Regions from separate parts of the Mus musculus genome. Here regions 1, 3, 4, 5 and 6 are each linked to region 2. A link is a contact called in public ChIA-PET, HiChIP or PLAC-seq and promoter capture Hi-C data. All regions are on one chromosome and are shown on one strand. The core of a region is the stretch at or near the end of the contact, and the rest is flanking DNA. Distances in the headings are between cores, read along the strand shown. Region 1 overlaps Slc11a2 (solute carrier family 11 (proton-coupled divalent metal ion transporters), member 2). Region 2 holds the start of Dip2b (disco interacting protein 2 homolog B). Region 3 holds the start of Slc11a2 (solute carrier family 11 (proton-coupled divalent metal ion transporters), member 2). Region 4 holds the start of Racgap1 (Rac GTPase-activating protein 1). Region 5 holds the start of Aqp6 (aquaporin 6). Region 6 holds the start of Csrnp2 (cysteine-serine-rich nuclear protein 2).

Region 1 (3,100 bases), core at 448-2,947, 370 kb after region 2:
AGCATCATCAGTGAAATGGAATGAAGGGCTGATGTGGTCTGAGTATAAACTGCCTGCCACAGGCTCATAACCGGACTCGGGCCCTATCTGCCTTTACTATCTGGAGAGGTGGTGGAAACACTGACAGATGTAGCCTACCTAGATGTAGGTCAATGGGGGCAAGCCATGCCCTGCTTCCTGTCTGCACTGAGGTAGAGTCTCCCACACACATCTGCCCAAGGAACTACAGGCCAGACCAAGCCCTCCGAAACCCTAGCTAAACAGACCTTCCCTCCTCCTGTTATTTTCCACAGTATTTTGGTTACAATTACACAAAGATAACTAATATGGGGCTCAGAGGAAAATACAGTCCTGTATTTTCTGAATATGTTACATTACACTTTAAAAAGTACAGTGAAGATGTGCAGAGAACACAGTGTTCTGAGGTAAGGAGCTAGGGAAGGTCTGGCTGCCGTTATCTGCATCACTGTAGCTGCCGACACAGGCCCAGCAACTACAGTCCAGGTCTACCCCACGCTGCTCTTCTCTGCCCATCTGGAAGTCAGCGATGCTGCCTGCTGTGAGGATGTGGGAGTGGGTTGTCTCCGAGCACACGGGTGCCGGGAAGAGGGGGCAGGTTGTCTCTGAGCACATGGGTGTGCAGGGGTGGGGCTCAGGTTGTTCCCGAGCACTGCTCACTCCAACTTCCTCTTGGGTCAGGATTCCTCTTGAAAGACAGGCTAGAATTCTCTTGGGACAATCTGGGAAAACTAACCTCACAGACTAGATATCTGTTTAATGTCTAAGCAGGCCCATATGTAAAAACCAGTTTATAACAACTGGACATTAAAAAGGGTACAAATAATGGTATTGATCCCTAGGGATGGGTAAGGAACAAGCCAAGAAAATCATTGTCACCTATACCTCATCAATAGTTTCTTGTCTTACTCTGCGCCCTGGCTGCCCTGGATCCAACTCTCCAGGTAGATCAAGTTGGCCTCACACTCAGAGACCAGGCTGTCCCAGCTCCTGAGCAGAAAAGGTGTGCACCGCCCTGTCCAGCTCACCATCACTGCTTTAATACAGGAAAGTCAGGCTGTGATTAATTTTGGCCAAGGTAAGCACAAACAGAGTGTCTTTGAGCTGGCAGTCAGCAATGACCCCACAGCCTCCTCGTTACCCACTCTAAAGCTGTTCTATGTCAGGGTGGCTAACCTCGGACCAAAAACTGCACTCCTGAAAGGTTCTGTGGAGTCTAGTCATTTCTGATGCCCCAAAAAGTCTCCTCAGGCCTTCTTGCACATGAATCCTTGCCATAGACTATATCCCTTCCAGAGCAGCCCAGAAGTACCTGGCTTTTTGCTGATTCTGCCATTATTGCTTTTATAATAAAAGATTACAAATGAGACAAAATGAAGCTTTGTTTTAAACAGTTAACCAACAGCCTGCAGCACTTGCCTCATATCCAAACGTGAGGGCCATGATAGTGATGAGAAAGCCAAAAAACGCTTCCAGCTTCCGCAAGCCTGAGGGGGAAGTGCAGAAGTGAGCAGGGAGGCCAGTCCTCCCCACAGCCGTGTGGCCGAAGCTGCCGGCTGGGACTCACCCACCTGCCCCAGGCCTTACCATATTTGTCCAAAAAAAGAAACACAAAAGTGTCTGCGATGGTGATGAGGACTCCGCCCCACAGGGGGACCCTGGGTTAGAGACAAGAAGAGAGACTAAAAACCCAGGGACGATTTCTTCACACCCTGTCCAACACCAAACACCAGGGAAAGCTAGGTCCTGAGGAGGAGCAACAGTGGCTGAGAGGCGGCAGCTGCTGAAGCCCATCCACTGGAGCTCTCCCTGAGAGCTTGCTGTGTCAGATGTGTGGGACACAGCTGAAAAGCACACATCATATGCAGAAGGACCTCACTGTGCAGTGGAATAAGCAGCCTTGCAAATAATTAACTGTGCCACAGAACGCTGCATCCTCCATTTAAATAGAAGTGCATACAACCCAGCCAGGGAATGGAAGATGCATGCTACGTCTGCTGGGAGATAAGGCGGCTCCAGACTAGTTGAACCTTGAACACTAAAGGGTTGGCTTTTCATTTCCACTCTGGCTTTGGAACCCAGCTTAGTACTGACAATGTTCTAGAGGGAAGTCCCACCCCCACCTTCCTGCAGACAGGAGATTGATGGCGATGGCTGAGCCAATGACTTCCTGCATGTCAGAACCAATGATTGCCAACTCCACCATCAGCCACAGGATGATCCGTGGGACCTACAAAACAAAGAGTGGTTCTGATAAGAACTTTCTCCGTTCAGAATTCAGATTTTTGTCACAGACTGGAGAACTCCCAGAACTCAGCCCTACACAGCCACAGAGTAGAAAAGTACTTCCTGTGGGAGACTGTGAAGCAGGGTCAGGGAGCCAACCCAGCTCTTCAGGAGAAGAATGGGGTTTCTATTCATCATTTCCCACTTACTCTCTTGCCTAAAAACAAGCTAAAAAGCTACAGAGGAAAATAAATATACAAATATGCTCAAAATGGGAGTCAAGAGAGAAATGAGAAATTAAAGCCTCTAACTCGCCCATAACTATGACTATAAAACAAACACGGGACAGACTTTATCATCTTGAATTTAATAACAACACACAAAAAGTGAAAAAGGTATTGAAGGGGCTTGGCTTAGAAAGATGGCTCCGTGGCTAAAAGCATGTACTGCTCTTGCAGAAGATGAAAAGACTAAACACCAGCTCCCAGCACCCATGTCTGGCAGCTCACAATTCCTTCAAGGGTCCAGCCTCCACCCACCCCACCTCCAGCCTTTGAACCTCTGCAGACAGCCACACTCATATGCACATACAGAAATACATACATACATACATACAATCTTACAAAATAAAAATAAGTCTCTTTTTAAAAGTGATCAGAGTAAACGTTCAGAATAGACAGAAAACAGCAAACAAGGAAACTAGCTCTGGACCAGCAGATGAGTGGAAAGGCAAACTGAGTTAGTGTTGGTTTACTGGCGCTAGAAAGCCTGCTGATACTAAATACAAAAAGTGTCCTGTCACATTACCTAGTAAATGTGCACAAAGAAAAAGAAACTAAAGGGAATTATAAAACAG
Region 2 (3,115 bases), core at 390-2,889:
AGACAGAGCAGACTGATTTTGAATTTAGCTCCTCAGTTTATGTAATGTTGGGGATTGACTCCTGGGCTCCCTGCTTCTAACATCCCCAGCTTCCATTTTGGAGCACCTTGGAAAGAAAGAGACACTAGGATCCCCTCAGGCTGTGTGTGCCACCCCCCCCCCCCCCATGCACACAGTGGGGAAAAAAATCATAAATCAGTTGTCTCCCTGTGACAAAATTTCAATACTAAACACAAAAGTTACAATGTAAAATAAAGATCTTAATAGTTTTTGGTAAGAATACAGGAATGTAAAATTTGAAATGTAAATAAAGAAAATAATAATAATAAAAGAGGGGAAAAAGAATACAGGGATTTTTTTTTTTTGGCCTTCCTTATATATACTAAACTAGAATGAGTACTTTTGGACTACATATAGGTTACATACTGAGGTGGCTAAAAAAAAAAAAAAAAAAGCTATCCCCAACTCCCCATCAAGCTAGGGCACGTCTTTGATTCCAACACTCAGCAAGGAGGCAGATGAAAGTGGATCTTTGTCCTTTGTCGGTTGAGTAGAGAGTTCCAGGTCAGGCAAGACTGCATAAAGAGATGTCTTTCTTTCTTTCTTTCTTTCTTCTTCTTCTTCTTCTTCTTCTTCTTCTTCTTCTTCTTCTTCTTCTTCTTCTTCTTCTTCTTCTTCTTCTTCTTCTTCCTCCTCCTCCTCCTCCTCCTCCTCCTCCTCTTCTTCCCCTTCCCCTTCCTCTTCCCCTTCCTCTTCCTCTTCCTCTTCCTCTCCTCCCCCTCCCCTCTCCGTTCCTCGCTCCTCCAGACAGGGTCTTAACTGTGTAGCCCTGGCTGAATAGGAATTCACTATGTAGACCAGGCTGGCCTCAAACTCAGAGATTAGCCTGCTTCTGCCTCTTGTGTGCTGGGATAAAAGGCGTGCACCATTATACCGAATGCGGTGTATGTAGCCGTGTGTGTAGAGGTCTGCAGAGGTCCTCAAGCTGGCATTAGACGCCCAGTGCTGAGAACTGAGCTTAGGCCTTCTGCAGAAGCAGCCAGCGATTGTAACAATGAAACCATGTCCCCAACCCCTATTCCCACAGAAGTTCTTTTTATAAGTCTTTAGGAGTCAAGGCAAGATGAAGCAAGTTCGACTGTGATCTTTTTTCTTGTGTTTTGAGACAGGTCTCATGTAGCCCAGGCTGGCTCTCACTGAGGAGAGAATGACCTTGAACTTCAGATCCTCCGGTTTCCACCTCCTGAGTGCTGGGATTACAAGAAGCACCGAAAAAGAAATCAAAGAGTTGTTGGCAGGCATAATCCAGAATCTGGGGTAGATGAAGGATGTGGCCTGTAGGCAGGTCCATCAGGGAAAATGGGGGAAAAGACATGACAGATGCATGCTCTCCCGAGTGAGAGGGACTGGAAGAAGTAAGGGCAACGTCCCGGAGTCCTCTTGCTTGAGAGTTTGTGGAAGGTAGGCGTCATATGCAGCAGGTGCCGCATCTTCCCAAGGAGAGCAGAGCAGGCGACGGCAGCCTGCGCTCTCCAAGATCCGCGGTAGAGGGCGCTGTAGCCACGCCCGTCCTGCGTCTCCGGGGCGGGACGAGCTCCAGGCCGGGGGGCGGGGCCGCACGCTCACGTGACCCTCGCTCATGGCGGCGGCGGCGGCGGCGGCAGCGGCAGCGCCGGCGGCTCTCGGCGGCTGGAGCCGGATCCTGTAGCCGGGGTGTGGGCCCGCGTCAGTCCGTCCCTCCTTCGGCCCCCTCTCGTCTTCCGGAGTGTGGCTGGCGCAGCCGCGATGGCGGAGCGAGGCCTGGAGCCGTCGCCGGCCGCGGTGGCCGCGCTGCCCCCCGAGGTGCGGGCGCAGCTGGCTGAGCTGGAGCTGGAGCTGTCTGAGGGTAGGCGAGCGCGCGGCGGGCCGGGCGAGCGGGCGAGCGGGCGGCGGCCTGTGGGCGGCTGGGCTGGCGGGGCTCGCCGCTCCCCACCCGCGAAGCGCGGCTGGGCTTTCATTGTTGTCCCTGGGGGGCCCCGCAGGACCCGGGGACGGGTCAGCTGGAGACAAAGCTGCGCCCTCCGGCTGACACCTTGCCCCTCTGCTGCCTTGCTCCCGAAGGGCCGCTCGCCTGTCCCCTCGCTCCGGCTTCAGAACGAGGCGCAGGGGGACGCCGCAGCTGCACGTCTTCCTGCTTCTCTAACAATGCGAGGTGCCTCACCAGTGACAGGCGTGAGAAAGGAGCGGGGGAGCCATTGAGGGTCCGAGGGAGGTCGGAAGCGGTGGCGCTAACCCAGAGACCCCCCGATCCGCTGCCTCTAGACCGCCTCTGTCCTTGGGAGCAGCAGGCTTTTCTTGCCACCTGCATTCAGTCTAGGTTTTCCTATCTGGTCACCTTTTGGAGTCTTTGTAGAGGTGGCTACCGGGTACATGCAAATCCTGGCCGGCACCCTCTTTCTTTTGACAATGGATTGGTACAGGGAGGGTTGGGTTTGTGTAGATAATTTCAAACATGGACTAAATCTGGGCTCTGTTACAAGAGAAGTGCCTTGGATAACAATGAGGACCTCAATGCCGGCTGTGGGCATGTGGTCAGGCGAATGTGCTGTGGAGATCAGCTTCTCTGTAAAGTTCCTGTTTTTATCGCAGGCGGCCTCTGAACAAAAGCAGCATTTTCTCCGCGCTTGGTTTCCGTACACTTCGCTGATGTCTCCAGAGTTGCATATTGTTGAATTCCTTGCCAAAGACCCTCCCCAGTATTTTTCAAGTTCACTAAAAACTGTTGATTGGAAAAGAGTAAGGAATGTGATCAAGTTCCCAGGAGCGTTCTAGTTCCGACTTTTTGTTAACTTGTCACGACACTGGGCTTTTTCAAACCTTTTTGAGAATCACTTATAGTGAAAAGCCAGAAGTGCGTTTGAGTGTCACAGATCTTACTCGATTGAAGGAAATAATTAATTTTAATAACCCTTTAAGGCTTTCCCAATGTGTAGGGTGGTGATCTTTTCACCTGCATGCAATTATCAACATATTACTTTTCAATTAATCAGTGGGGAAGCGTTTAGGAAGATAGGAAACCTTTGGGTTGCTTGCCCGGTGATACCTTTGGTTACAATATTTACCAGATTTAAAAAAA
Region 3 (3,129 bases), core at 583-3,082, 380 kb after region 2:
CTCTTGGCTTCAAAATCAAACAGAAAAAGATCCTACTTTGTGGAAGGAATTCTCTCTAGTCACTCACTGAGTCACAACTGAACCATAGCTGCTCACTAGCCCTGCTGATTGATGATGCAGCTTCTGCTTTCCCGAGAGTAGAATCTCTCCTCTCCGAGATTCACATCCAGCTTCCCTATTCCTCAATGGGAGGAGCTGACACGATGTTCAGGAATTCCCCTTCTGAGTCCCACAGACCTTCCCGGAACACGAGAGAGCATGTGTGCTGCAGTCATCTGCCTTTTAGGTCTGTGTCCAAAATAAACTCAGCCCAAGCAAGACTGAGTAAAATAGCTAACAAAAAACACCAGTGAAATCTCAATGTTACATTTACCAGCAGAGCTACTGCAGGAAACAGCCTAAAACGTTACTTAACCACCCCATTCAATAAACTCAGCAGAAGCCAAGTTTGAGTGGTAAAAGTCTGTGATCTCAGCAGAGGCAGGAGGATCACTGTAAGCTAGAGGACAATTTGGTCTACACTGCAAGTTCAAGGCCAGTTAACGAGAGGTAGCCAGATCTAGTCTCAAAAAGACAAAGAGTAAGAAGGTACTGTCAGCACCTTGCATCTCTTCACCTGTAATTAGATGCACTTGCAGACTAACAGTATGGCTAGAAAGCCTTGCCTGGAGGACCTTTGGCAATAGCCCAGGGGACTCAGGGCAAAGACTACTGAGAAGGTTAAAGTCTTTAAGGAAACAGCAGGCACAAGCAAGCAGTAATTTAAAAAAAAAAAATACCGGTCAGCAGGAGACTGCCCTAAGCACTTTACCTGTATTAACTAACAACACCAACAGCCCTGACAGACCCAACCTTCACCACCACCACCACCACCACCCCATCCCCCCACCCCACCTTTAAGTGTGGACCGCAGGAAAGCTTAAGGAGCCTGAACCAAAAGTTAACACAGCCAAGAAGTAAGGAGACTTGGTCAGGGTGGAGAATGCCACGGTGGACAACGTGGACAGTTTCCCGTGGTTTCCCCACGGGTCACATGGAAGCTCTCGGATGCCCACCGGCCCTCACCAGCTCTTCTCCCATATTTTGCTTTTGCTGCCTTAAATCACACCGTTGAAAACCAAGGGATAACCGAGTGTCTCCATTTTATACAGCGGAAACTCTACTTCTGAGGATGCCCTTCCAAATATGATGTATCCAAGAAACGGACAAAGAATCCAAAGGTGGAATATCAAACAAATGAGTTTGCAAACTACCCGGCCTAGGACGCCGCTGAGAAGGGGAGTATCCATCGCGTGCAAGTGTCCCTGAACGAGGCCTTGGAAGGCGCAGGGTCCCAGGCTGCACACACAGCCGGACAACCGAGCAGCACTCAACCGCGAGGCCTGAGGCCTTCGGGCAGACCGCGCAGCTCCCGCAGCCGCTGGGCTGACAGGGCGCTGCGCTGCAGGGCACCCGGGGCTCCGGGAGGGCACTGCGGTCGCACCCCCCGGCCGGCCGGCCGCGGAAGGGTGGTCCGGTGTCCCGGGTGGCGGTGAAGAGCCGAGGCCCGTGATCGTCGGCGCCTATGCTGAGCCGGGAGCCCTCCCGGTCTCCTCGGGATACCGGGTTCCCTCCCCGGGCTCGCCGCTGCGCCCTCCCCGCAGGCTGCTCCAGCCCCGTAGGTCGCCGTCCGAGCCCCCTCGCACGCCCGCGCACAGCGGGCCGCCGTAACCCCTGACCCTGCCAGCACCCCGGCTTACCGGCTCCGCCACCTCCACACACGCCGCGCCGGCGACTCCATATCCCAGGAGCCAGCGGCGACCCAGTCAACCTCCTGCCCTCCCGTGATTGGCCGGCCGGGCGGGAGCCCCCCTCTCCTGATTGGCTGGACTCCTGCAGCTGCGGGATTGCGTGGCCGGCGGACCGGGAACGGAGGCTCCGCCCATCCGAGCTGCCTGGGGGCGGGGCCTGAGCGGGGGCGGGGCTGATCCGGAGGCGTGATTCCGCCGGGCGCGCCACGGTCCTCGCAGTTCAAACCTTCGGCGTTCTTATATTGGCAACTCCCATCCCCGGAATGCTCGGGACATATACATTTTTGTCATAGTTCCCGCCACTTCCTTTTAGGCAGCTACACGCCTTTTTCCTCCTAAGAGATGATAACTCCGAGAAACAGCTACACTCGATCCTAAGGCGCCATGGCAGTCCCTATTAGCTTCTTGAGCCACTGCTCGGTGCCCACTGACGCGCCAAGAACACCCCACGCCTGGGAGGAACCGAGAAACTTCGACCAGTGGAGCCAGTTCGGCTGCACCCGTCGTCCTACTCCCAAGACTCACAGTGATCCCACCTGGCTCTGTCTCTTCTCCACACATTTTATCCTGCCTGCCCCCAAAACAGTCCCACTCCATCCCCGGCCTCAGCCTCACCTCTTCGCAGTTTTATGACCTGACAACCCCCCGCCCCAAGTTGCCACCGAAAAGGACTTCTCGATTTCCCCTACAACAGTATAGATGACAGCCCTGTTTTCTTCATATAGAAACTGCCGGGAGAAATGTTCATTATTTGGTAAGAACGGAGATAGGAAGAAAGGGTAAACCCTAAAGATGGAAACTTTAAAAAAAAAAAAAAAATGACAGCAAAAGCAAACAGAAAGGCCCCTGGCTGGGGCTGCTGCTCTTCATACAGAATCGTCACCTGAAAGAAGAGAAACTACAAATTAATCTTGGCCGCCTCTCCAGCTCATCCGTGGCGTTGGAGAAAGGCTTCTTAAATGCCTTCGAGCCCAGAACCTTTCTTCTGGGACCTTCCGCTGCATCTAGAAAAGAAAGGGGCGAGATCTGTTTGTGTCAGCGTCCAGGTGTGCTCCTCGGCTGGCCAGCGTCCCTGGGCTGTGGCCACTTACTTAGCTCACAGTTGGGAGCAGCTGCTGCCGCCCTTGGCTGCTTCTTCCCCATGGTGCAGGACTGGTTTGGCTTTTCAGAGCAGCGCAGCCTCTATATATGCAGAGGAGTACGCCTCCCCTTGGCTAGAGAGAACACTTAAGGTAGGTCAACACTGAGGGAAAAATTTCAAACCGCACCCTTCAAAGCATAATCAAATTTCATCTTTGACCGGCCATGAGAAGGAGGAATTGTATTTCTGCCACTCCTA
Region 4 (2,863 bases), core at 169-2,668, 390 kb before region 2:
GCTGTTACACACAGCAAAACCCTGTCTCAGAATAGAAATAAAAACAGAAACAAACACACACCTACCTTTCATCAACCCAAAAGCCAAGTTGACCAGCAGACAGCACTGAAGTCTAACACAGCATAAGAGTCCCTATCTTTACTGCACCCTGGCAGCCTGACATGCAGCCTCATCAGTCCACAGAGGTTTTAAAGGTTAGTAGAAGACAGTCTTACGTGAAATTACATGTACAATTGTGCTGGCCTGTAGCTCAGCTGATACCATGTCTCTCTAGCATGACAAGCCCCTGGTTTCTGTCCTCAACACAGCAAATACTGAGAATGGCAGATCACACATGTAATCTCCAAGTTATCCTGTAATGCCTGTAATCCCAGCACTCCAAGGACAGGAGGCTCAGAAGTCCAAGGTTATCCTTGGCTACAAGAGGCCAGCCTGGGCTACATAAGACACTACCACACATACACGGAGTCCAGTTTATTTAGGAGTGATAGAACTTTAAAAGGTAAACAGTAAATCCAATAACCTTCCGATACACTATTGGGAGTACTGCAGTCAGTCTCTCCCCCTCTTCCTCTCTTTCTTCCTCTCTTTCTGAGGCACAAAAACAAAGCTCTCATTCCAAGGGAAATGAGTGAGCCAAATATAAGTGACCCTGGCTAGTGAACATGAATCCAGAATACCAAAATACTACGTTGTGATATAACCATTCTCACTACGTTTTATAGTTAAGAACAAGTCTTAGCTTTTCTGTTGGTGGAAGCTGTTCATATAAATTAATACACCCCAAAGGGTTTCACATGCAAATCACAGAACAGTAGGTAGGTCAGTGACAGAGGTGGGCAATAAATTATTAAAAGGGGGGGGGGCCTGGAAAAAAAAAATCACCCGAGATAGGCTCCGAATTTGCAACATTCCAACTCTCCACAACTAGGGATGTTCTAATGAGCCTTGTGGGAGACAGCCTAGAAGGTAGAGGCTCTCCACGTCAGGCCGCCGGGTTCCCCAAACACCTGATTTCTCCCTCAAAAGAGACTGTTCCTCGGAAAAGGGTATGAGGGGGCTCTCCCCGCCATTCCCACGCCCGGCACTGGGGCTCGCCAAGACCACCTTGAGGGAACCACACCCGCACCCGGCCGGCCACGCCTCAAAAGGACGCCCCGACTTTGCAAGGAGCGCCACGCCGAGAGCAGCCGGGTCCCGCCGCCCCCTCCCCTCGCCCGCCTCCCCGCCGCCCGCTCGCTCGCTCGCTCGCGACCTCGACCGGCTTACCGAGGCTCCCGGCCCCGCGCACACGCAACCCCGTCCGGCCCGCGGCGCTCACTCTCCGGCCGCCGCGCCCCAGGAGGGCTGCTGTCTACCAGCGACGCGCCTCACTAACGGCAGTGTAAAACCGCGCCGCCAGATCCGGTTCAAAATCACGCACCAGCCAATCACAGAGGAGCTCATAATCACGAAGACGCAAGTGTCAGGGCCAGGGGGCGGGCGCAAAACGGAATGGGCATGCGCATTACATTAGCGAGACGCCCGAAAGGCGGCCATTTTGACTAAGGGCACACACACAATTTTGCGGGAGTAGTGGGTGTTTCGTGGCCCGTGTAGGACTCACATTCCAGGCTCCAGCTTCCTTTCTTGCAATTATCCTAATGACCTGTTGACTAATTGCATATTATTTCTTGCCTCCTGTTTCCCCACGCAGTCAAATAGGACCCTTGGAAACTAATAACTGAATAGTTTTCGGGTCTCACTGTAGAATAGGAAGAATTCCAGAAGGAGACAGAGCAGCAATCATTTTAACCATATTTACTGAGCTATAATTATCCCTCCATTCATTCACGCATTCATTCAGACTTCTATTTGATGCACAGTAAGTATGCCAACTTCATAGCAAGCACTCTGCTAGGAATCAGAAAAAAATACCGATCATGTGGTCTCTGCTTTCCAGTAGCTATGAATGGGGGAAGACAGCTCAAGAAAACAAATAGAAATGCAAAATGAAGTGTTATAATTCCATTTAATAAGTGGCACTTAAAATTTGGCGTCGTATTGGTACAGAGGCTTTGAAACTTTGAAAGATCTGGACCCAACATCAGAAATGCCTTTTACGTACACCAGCAAACTATTCATCTTAATCTATTAGTGTGTTCCCAATGTTTCTGTTCCTTTTTTTGTTATGTCTCTGTGTTGGTGTCCCTTCCTTCCTGAATTTACTAATTACTGGTAGGTGTGGCTACTAGCAACTTGACAAAATACTGGCTAGCTAGAGTTTACTAGAAACAGTGATCCAGGTACACCCCTTTAACCCCAGCACAGCAGAAGCAGATTTCTGTAAGTTCAAGGCCAGCCTGGCCTGCCTCAGAAGTCTAACCACCAAGGGAACTGAGCCCTTCCTCGAACTCTTTACAACCGTGGTATTTTCAAAGGCAGTTCTGGGTGGGTGTGGTGGCACACACCCGAAACCCCAGCACTTAGGGCGTGGAGGCTGAGGGATTAAGACCAGCCTCTGCTACTTAGTTTCACACCAGCCTAAAACAAACAAAAAATCAGATCCAACCATGGCTCTTCCTTGCTGAAAACCATTAACCGTTTCACTTCTCCTCCTTAAAAAAAGATCAGGGTCTTTAACAGGGCTCCCCTAACCTGGGCTTCCGGGCTCTCCAGCTGCCCCTCCTGACTCCCTCCTGTCTACAGGTCCTGAAGTGCACCAAGCTACTCTTAGCATCCAGCGCTTGCAGAACTCTTGCTGTTCCGTCTGCCCCAAACATCCTTCCTGCCCATTCCCCCAACTTCATTTGACTAAGTCCTATCTGTCCTTTGGGCAACTTGAATTATTATTATTATTATTTTAATGCTTTCTTCAAAGGAG
Region 5 (2,896 bases), core at 238-2,737, 440 kb before region 2:
GCGGAATGAGATTGAAACCAACCACACAGTCACCTGCTCTCATTACTGGGTCTCTCTCGTAGGCAGTCTCTGTGCAGGACACTATATATAGAACAAAATGTGATTCCTCCCCCTGAGGGCTGATCACCTTGTTTGGGAGACATAGTAACACCGTGGCAGGAGTGTGCTGACTTGTACATGGAAAGGCTTTAGGTATGGCGGCAACACACAGAGATGGCCTTAGGACAGAGCAGGTGGCGCTGGAAGCTGTCCTCCAGGATGGGTTAAGAGGTTCAGGCGAAGAGTACAGAAGGCTCTCCATGAAGGGGTGGGGGTGGGGGTGGAGATGGCAGGATGTTCATCCCAGGATGCCAGGGGACAAAGGAAGAAGGACGAGGGAGGCAGGAGGAATGGGGCCCCACAGGACCTTGTCATTCTGGCTTAGACCTCCAAAGAGGGTGGCAGAGACTGCAGCAGGACAGCAGCCGGCTGAGCACTGCTTTAAAAAACAAAACAAAACAAAGCATCATTCAGACCGCAGTGTGGAGGACTGAGGAGGGCAAAGTGAGGGCGGACCGGCTAAAGGCTGCACGGTGAGGAGGAGAGCCCAGCCGGGACCACTCGGGATTCAAAACTAGCAGAGTTCGATGCCTTCCTCTGGAAAGGGGTCAAAGACACTTCTTGGGTGCCACCAACTGCGCTGGAGAGAAGTGTGGGAGACAGGGAGGGTGGCATTTGGGGACAGACTCTGTTTGAGGAGCCTGCAGTTAACCAGGTGCAGCCAGGGTTAGGGCAGGATGCAGGTATTGCTTGGGCAGCTCCACAGAGGGAACACCTCTGTTTGAGAAATCTGATGCTACTGGGGAAGAGGCACGGTGACACTTTAGGATGACATAGCTATATAAGTAGATAACCCATCTGATGTAATAAATCATGGGGGTGGGGGGCTCTGAGAACAAGGTCCCGAAGGGAGGCAGAGAGGCAGGAAGTGAGGGAAAAAGCACAGGGGATCCCCCACCGGCGGACAGCAGAACTGTTCGGGCCACATGCAGCAGCTATCATGGTTTGAGCATCCGTGTGGTGAACCCCAGCTCCTTTCCACACCACCAGGACCACATCCTCAATCAAGTTGATTGCCCGTGCCTGAGACCTGGATGCCATGTTTTACGGGGGAATGGTGGAAAGAACTTAATTTCGCACCTGGGCTTATGGGGCACAGAATACACCCCACCATTTAAGAAGAAGAGACTAGGCAATTAGCACACAGGCACCCCTGCAGCAGGCCTTGGATGTGGGTTTCTCCATGATCTTGCTGGTCTCTAAGCTGACATTAGGGATCTGACTTCCACTCCCCAAGTCCCCAAGTCCCAGGCTAGACTTCTTTTGGCAGCCAGTCCCGGGAGGTTCCAGCTCAGTGCCCAGTGTTCCTCCTTACTGGCCTGGCCCCCTCCTGTCAGGTGAGCCCCGAGCTGGAACAGACACGTGAGCACTCTGAACCTCCCACCCCCAGACACGCACAATGCCATCAGCTGGCTCCCCATGAATCTGAGCAGCTTGTTTCTAAGGCCAGCAGTGTGCTGGGGGCACCTTAGCTGGCTGGGGAAGCTGCCACAGAAAGGGAGGCCAGGAGAGCTGGGGAGGGGTCAAGAGACCTGAGGGAACAGAACGAATCAGGGAGAAGAGGCAGCAGACCTGAAGGCAAGCAGGTGACAAGACATGGAGCCAGGGCTGTGTAGCAGGGCTTACCTTCTGGTTGGCGGGCTTTGGACCGCCATCAGCAAGGCGCTTTTTGCTGAGTTCCTGGCCACGGGGCTGTACGTTTTCTTTGGTGTGGGCTCTGTTCTGCCCTGGCCTGTGGCGCTTCCCTCTGTGCTCCAGATCGCCATCACCTTCAATCTGGCCACAGCCACAGCCGTGCAGATCTCCTGGAAGACCAGCGGGGCCCACGCCAACCCTGCTGTGACCCTGGCCTACCTCGTGGGATCCCATATCTCTCTGCCTCGGGCTATGGCCTATATCGCTGCGCAGCTGGCTGGGGCCACAGCTGGGGCTGCTCTTCTTTACGGGGTAACTCCAGGAGGTATTCGAGAGACCCTTGGGGTCAACGTGGTAGGTGCAAAGAGGCCCAGTCATGTGGCAGATGATAGGGCACCTGAGGGAGTCAGATGGTCACGGTGGGAGGCCAGACAGGAGGAAACAATGTAGCTATTCTGAGCTGCCCCGGGTTCCTCTCCCATTTAAGCATTCACCTAGGCCAGACAGAAATGGCAACATGGTGTGATAAACAGATGGGACACCGAGACAATACGAAGGGGAGGGAATCAGGGGCAGCTAAGAGCTGTCAGCGAGGAGCCAAGCTGGGCTTGAGAGGGAGAGGGAGAGGGAGAGGGAGAGGGAGAGGGAGAGGGAGAGGGAGAGGGAGAGGGAGAGGAGAGAGAGAGAAGGAGAGGGAGAGGGAGAGGGAGAGGGAGAGGGAGAGGGAGAGGGAGAGGGAGAGGGAGAGGGAGAGCCCTACCTAACTGGCCTTGTACTCTCTCTGTGTATCCTGCTGGTTTCTCTGTTTCCGAGGCCTGCTTCACTCCTCTCATCATCTTTGCTCCATCTGCTTCCACCTCTACCCGCAGCCCCTCCATTCTTCCCTCAAGCTTTTTCATCACTCCTTAACTTCTGAGGCACCGTTGAACCGCGGGCCTCACTCAATGGGAGAGTGGGAGACGTGTCAGGCACTTGCACGGGGAGCAGGCATCCGGATGCAATGCGAGCCGGCTGCACAGACCCCACAGACCTCCTTAGGGTCCTGCATCAGCCCTCAGCCGGGGAGAGTAGGAAGGACTAGGGAGTCTCACTGTCCTGTGCTCAGAGCCCAAGTCCACTCCAGTGCAATCCTCTCTGCTAAGGTCCACAACAGCACATCAAC
Region 6 (2,773 bases), core at 225-2,724, 460 kb after region 2:
TCCACCCAACTCAAACCCAATATTCTGCCAAAGGTCAAGGAACCTCTTATAGGACTGTGAAGACTACCAGACACTCTGGGGCAGCGAGGCTCCTGTTATACCGCAACACTGTAACACTTGAGTACGATGCCCTACCTTGTTCCCCCTTTCTAAGATACTGTGGGTGATTCGCAAATACTATCTTATGGCTCTACGTGTCCTTGCGATCCCCAAGATCGTGGAAGTGGGAAGACACTCGGTGTAAACCTCCTCCTTAAGCTAGGTATTTAAAGAAGGCCCCTTCCCTCCTCTACTCCCCAGGTTGTCCCCGTTTAGGTTAGAATTCGGCTTCCTACATTAAAGCCACATCCTAGAAGACACAGAGCTTTGTGAGAGACCTGGAACATGATGCCGCATTAACTCTCCTCGGAAGGATATCGCCATTTATAACTCTCCCACACACCAACACCCTGGTTTTGGATATCTGTAAAATTTAAAGCCACCAAAGAAAAGGAGAATGTGAATCGGCTGGGGTTCTAACCACGAAAACTGGAGGACACGGGGAACAGTGTCATCTCTTGGGGATAACTTCTAACCTTTCATACTGAAGAATGGTTTCTGTGTCACACTGTCACTCTCAACCCTTCTAAAAGGGTGAATCAAGACCATAGCACTCAAAGGATGGATGGCAGGCGGCTGCGTGTTTAGGCCTGCGAAAAGGATCAAGCTAGCACCCGGGACAAGTGATGCTCTCATTTTTGCACACAACGCCAGAAAAAATGGGAGACATCGGGAATCAGAGCAGAAGGGACATGCCAAGTCACCAGTTCCCCTCAGCACCGCTGAAGAACCCTTCCGCTCTCAACCCATGGATTCCCGCTAACCTTCCCGCTCATTTCCATCTTCTGCAGTCCCCACAGCCTTCCACATCCTCCTGCCTGCTACTCACAAATTCCCAACCACTCCTCCCACATTTTCCTCCAGGCCCCCTCCCCTTCCTTCACTTCCCTCCATCCTACATCACTGCCCACTCCATTCCGAACTCAGCCGTCAGCCGCAATCCAGCCGGCTTCCAAGCCGCCCATCCATCCCTCGAGCTAGCCTGCAGCCCGACCCGCGTCCCCGGCGCCCCTAGCTCTCACGCCTCTTCCCAGAGGCGCCTCGGCTCCCCGCCCCCCGCCTCCTTAGTCCGCACAGCTCGGCGCCGGAGCGCTGCTCCACGGCTGCCCGAGAACTGCTGCCAGGCAAGGACGAGGCGGACCCCTCCTCCCCGCACCCCAGGCCCATTACCGGCCCCGCCGCAGCCGCTTCTCCCGTCACGGTCTCCGCCGCCCCCGCTGCCTACTCAGCCCGTGTGCAAGGAGGGGAGACCGAGGCGTGCCGGCTCCCAGGCCCGTCGCGTGGCTCTCGGGGCTGCAGGGTGTGTGGGCCGGCCGGCAGGCGGCGGGGGTCGGGCGGCTCTGCACTCTGGCTCCCCGGGCAGCGAAGACCAGAACCGTCCCGGCTCCGGCTAACAATAGGCTCCGGCTGCAGCGCTCTGCCTCTTATAGGCGCCGGCGCGTCGCGGCCGAGGCCCGGGGCAGCCTGGGAAATGGAGTCTACACTTGGCCCACACCCAAGGCATGCCGGGAGTTGGAGGCGGCCAGTGCCCAAAAGCCCTCGCCCACCCTGGAACATTCGCGGCGGACCCCGGAGAGCGCCTGTAGGGCAGTTGCCCGCCTTGAAGCGGGAGGCTGCGGATCCTCGGCTACACTTCCTCGCACCAGAACCTCACCCCATGCCTGGGGAACGTGATTCTCACGGGGTTGTCCCATATGACTTGCTGCAGCTGGCCTAATTTATAAGAGAAATTATGAGCAATGACCTATCTATTTATATGATGGATCGATTTCAACATTTTTCCCACCCCAAACGGGGTCTCTCTACATGGCTCTGGCTGCCCTGGAACTCACACTATTCCAGGCTGGCCTCGAACTGAAGAGATCCACCTGCCTCTGCGTCCTGAATGCTGGATAACGGCGTGCGCCACTATACGGGCTGATTTCTTCACATTCTTAAATTTTTCTTTTCTTTTCTTTTTTTAATTATTGTCTCTGATAATCACAGTTTTGCAGTTCATCTTTAAAGTGGGCAAAATATGGACCAAAAAGTTATAGCTCTGGCTGTCCTGGAACTCACTTTGTAGACAAGGCTGGCCTCAAACTCAGAAATCTGCCTGCCTCTGCCTCCCAAGTGCTGGGATTAAAGGCGTGTGCCACCACGCCCGGCTTACCTTTACAATCTTATGCCAACCAGCCATACGTTGGTTCAGTTAGTAACTATTCAGGTCTTCATATTAGAGAGGTAATACATTACACACACACACACATACACACACACACACACACACACACACACACACACCGTTTGGTTTTGAACAGGGTCTTTTTAGCTCAAGATGGTTTTGAATTTGTTTATTTGAGACAGGGTTTCTCTGTGGCGTTGGCTGTCCTGGAACTCCCTCTGTAGACCAGGCTGGCCTTGAACCCCAAGATCTGCCTGCCTCCCATTTTAAAAGCCTGCTTTAGCTTCTTAAGTACTGGAATGAGAGCCATGATTTGAAATAACTGCTTCTTTTGGTCTCTTTATTTCCTTGGCATCACTACCACTTGTATTTGTTGTTTTTTAGTCTTCTGTCTTGACTGGATTCCATGGAACTTGAATTGAAGAGTTGTTTATTTATTGTATTCTCAATACCAGGTTTTTAAAATCTGGTTATTTGACATTTAGGAGCACAGTGAGTATTTATTGGCTA

What was found. Promoter capture Hi-C pulls out the DNA fragments that hold promoters and counts their contacts. ChIA-PET counts read pairs in DNA pulled down with a chosen protein or histone mark. HiChIP or PLAC-seq counts read pairs in DNA pulled down with a chosen protein or histone mark.
Region 1: a contact with region 2 is called in an H3K27ac HiChIP or PLAC-seq map of microglia, with 6 times the contacts expected there. The contact joins the enhancer-like site here to the promoter of Dip2b in region 2. A contact is called at or near these places in 8 of 39 promoter capture datasets (the 3T3-L1 cell line, the C10 cell line, embryonic stem cells and 4 more), 3 of 484 Hi-C or Micro-C datasets (the G1E-ER4 cell line, the HPC-7 cell line and muscle stem cells), 11 of 115 datasets of contacts at active chromatin or transcription factors (embryonic basal ganglia, embryonic forebrain, embryonic stem cells and 6 more) and 4 of 9 other capture datasets (adipose tissue, embryonic stem cells, liver and 1 more).
Region 3: an H3K27ac HiChIP or PLAC-seq map of embryonic stem cells shows a contact between it and region 2, with 3 times the contacts expected there. The contact joins the promoter of Slc11a2 here to the promoter of Dip2b in region 2. A contact is called at or near these places in 13 of 39 promoter capture datasets (the 3T3-L1 cell line, 3T3-L1-derived adipocytes, cranial neural crest and 8 more), 6 of 484 Hi-C or Micro-C datasets (CD8 T cells, cardiomyocytes, embryonic stem cells and 1 more), 21 of 115 datasets of contacts at active chromatin or transcription factors (the 230-238 cell line, craniofacial prominence, effector CD8 T cells and 11 more) and 4 of 9 other capture datasets (adipose tissue, embryonic stem cells, liver and 1 more).
Region 4: a contact with region 2 is called in an RNA polymerase II ChIA-PET map of memory CD8 T cells, with 11 read pairs. The contact joins the promoter of Racgap1 here to the promoter of Dip2b in region 2. A contact is called at or near these places in 1 of 39 promoter capture datasets (hippocampal neurons) and 1 of 115 datasets of contacts at active chromatin or transcription factors (memory CD8 T cells).
Region 5: a contact with region 2 is called in a promoter capture Hi-C map of the SN4741 cell line, with 2.9 times the contacts expected there. The contact joins the promoter of Aqp6 here to the promoter of Dip2b in region 2. A contact is called at or near these places in 4 of 39 promoter capture datasets (the SN4741 cell line, embryonic stem cells, hippocampal neurons and 1 more), 1 of 15 datasets of contacts at CTCF or cohesin (embryonic stem cells), 2 of 484 Hi-C or Micro-C datasets (the N1E-115 cell line and embryonic stem cells) and 2 of 115 datasets of contacts at active chromatin or transcription factors (embryonic stem cells and microglia).
Region 6: a contact with region 2 is called in an RNA polymerase II HiChIP or PLAC-seq map of embryonic stem cells, with 26 times the contacts expected there. The contact joins the promoter of Csrnp2 here to the promoter of Dip2b in region 2. A contact is called at or near these places in 13 of 39 promoter capture datasets (the 3T3-L1 cell line, 3T3-L1-derived adipocytes, the C10 cell line and 8 more), 6 of 115 datasets of contacts at active chromatin or transcription factors (the NIH/3T3 cell line, embryonic forebrain, embryonic limb bud and 3 more) and 1 of 9 other capture datasets (embryonic stem cells).

The regions. Positions count from the first base shown.
Region 1 is chr15:100,404,139-100,407,238 of GRCm38.p6, forward strand. Slc11a2 (solute carrier family 11 (proton-coupled divalent metal ion transporters), member 2) reads right to left here. Exons shown (of 17, transcript NM_008732.2): 6 at 2,142-2,248; 7 at 1,606-1,676; 8 at 1,438-1,505. Among named protein-coding and RNA genes, the nearest start is that of Slc11a2, 17 kb to the right of the region's middle. Within about 2 kb of position 1,698, at least 25 of the 459 cell types and tissues checked have an H3K27ac peak or open chromatin away from gene starts, as enhancers often do. A contact at or near this core is called in the G1E-ER4 cell line and microglia, where this site is marked.
Region 2 is chr15:100,037,025-100,040,139 of GRCm38.p6, forward strand. It overlaps Dip2b (disco interacting protein 2 homolog B), which reads left to right and starts at 1,640. Exons shown (of 38, transcript NM_001159361.2): 1 at 1,640-1,885. The coding sequence starts at 1,786.
Region 3 is chr15:100,421,223-100,424,351 of GRCm38.p6, forward strand. Slc11a2 (solute carrier family 11 (proton-coupled divalent metal ion transporters), member 2) reads right to left here and starts at 1,833. Exons shown (of 17, transcript NM_008732.2): 1 at 1,740-1,833. It overlaps Gm5475 (predicted gene 5475), which reads left to right and starts at 1,971. Exons shown (of 3, transcript NR_040351.1): 1 at 1,971-3,022.
Region 4 is chr15:99,650,238-99,653,100 of GRCm38.p6, forward strand. It overlaps Racgap1 (Rac GTPase-activating protein 1), which reads right to left and starts at 1,419. Exons shown (of 17, transcript NM_001253808.1): 1 at 1,270-1,419.
Region 5 is chr15:99,599,713-99,602,608 of GRCm38.p6, forward strand. Aqp6 (aquaporin 6) reads left to right here and starts at 1,488. Exons shown (of 5, transcript NM_175087.5): 1 at 1,488-2,088; 2 at 2,877-2,896. The coding sequence starts at 1,696. It overlaps Gm34765 (a long non-coding RNA gene), which reads right to left and starts at 1,830. Exons shown (of 5, transcript XR_875660.2): 1 at 1,726-1,830.
Region 6 is chr15:100,493,765-100,496,537 of GRCm38.p6, forward strand. Csrnp2 (cysteine-serine-rich nuclear protein 2) reads right to left here and starts at 1,475. Exons shown (of 5, transcript NM_153407.2): 1 at 1,270-1,475.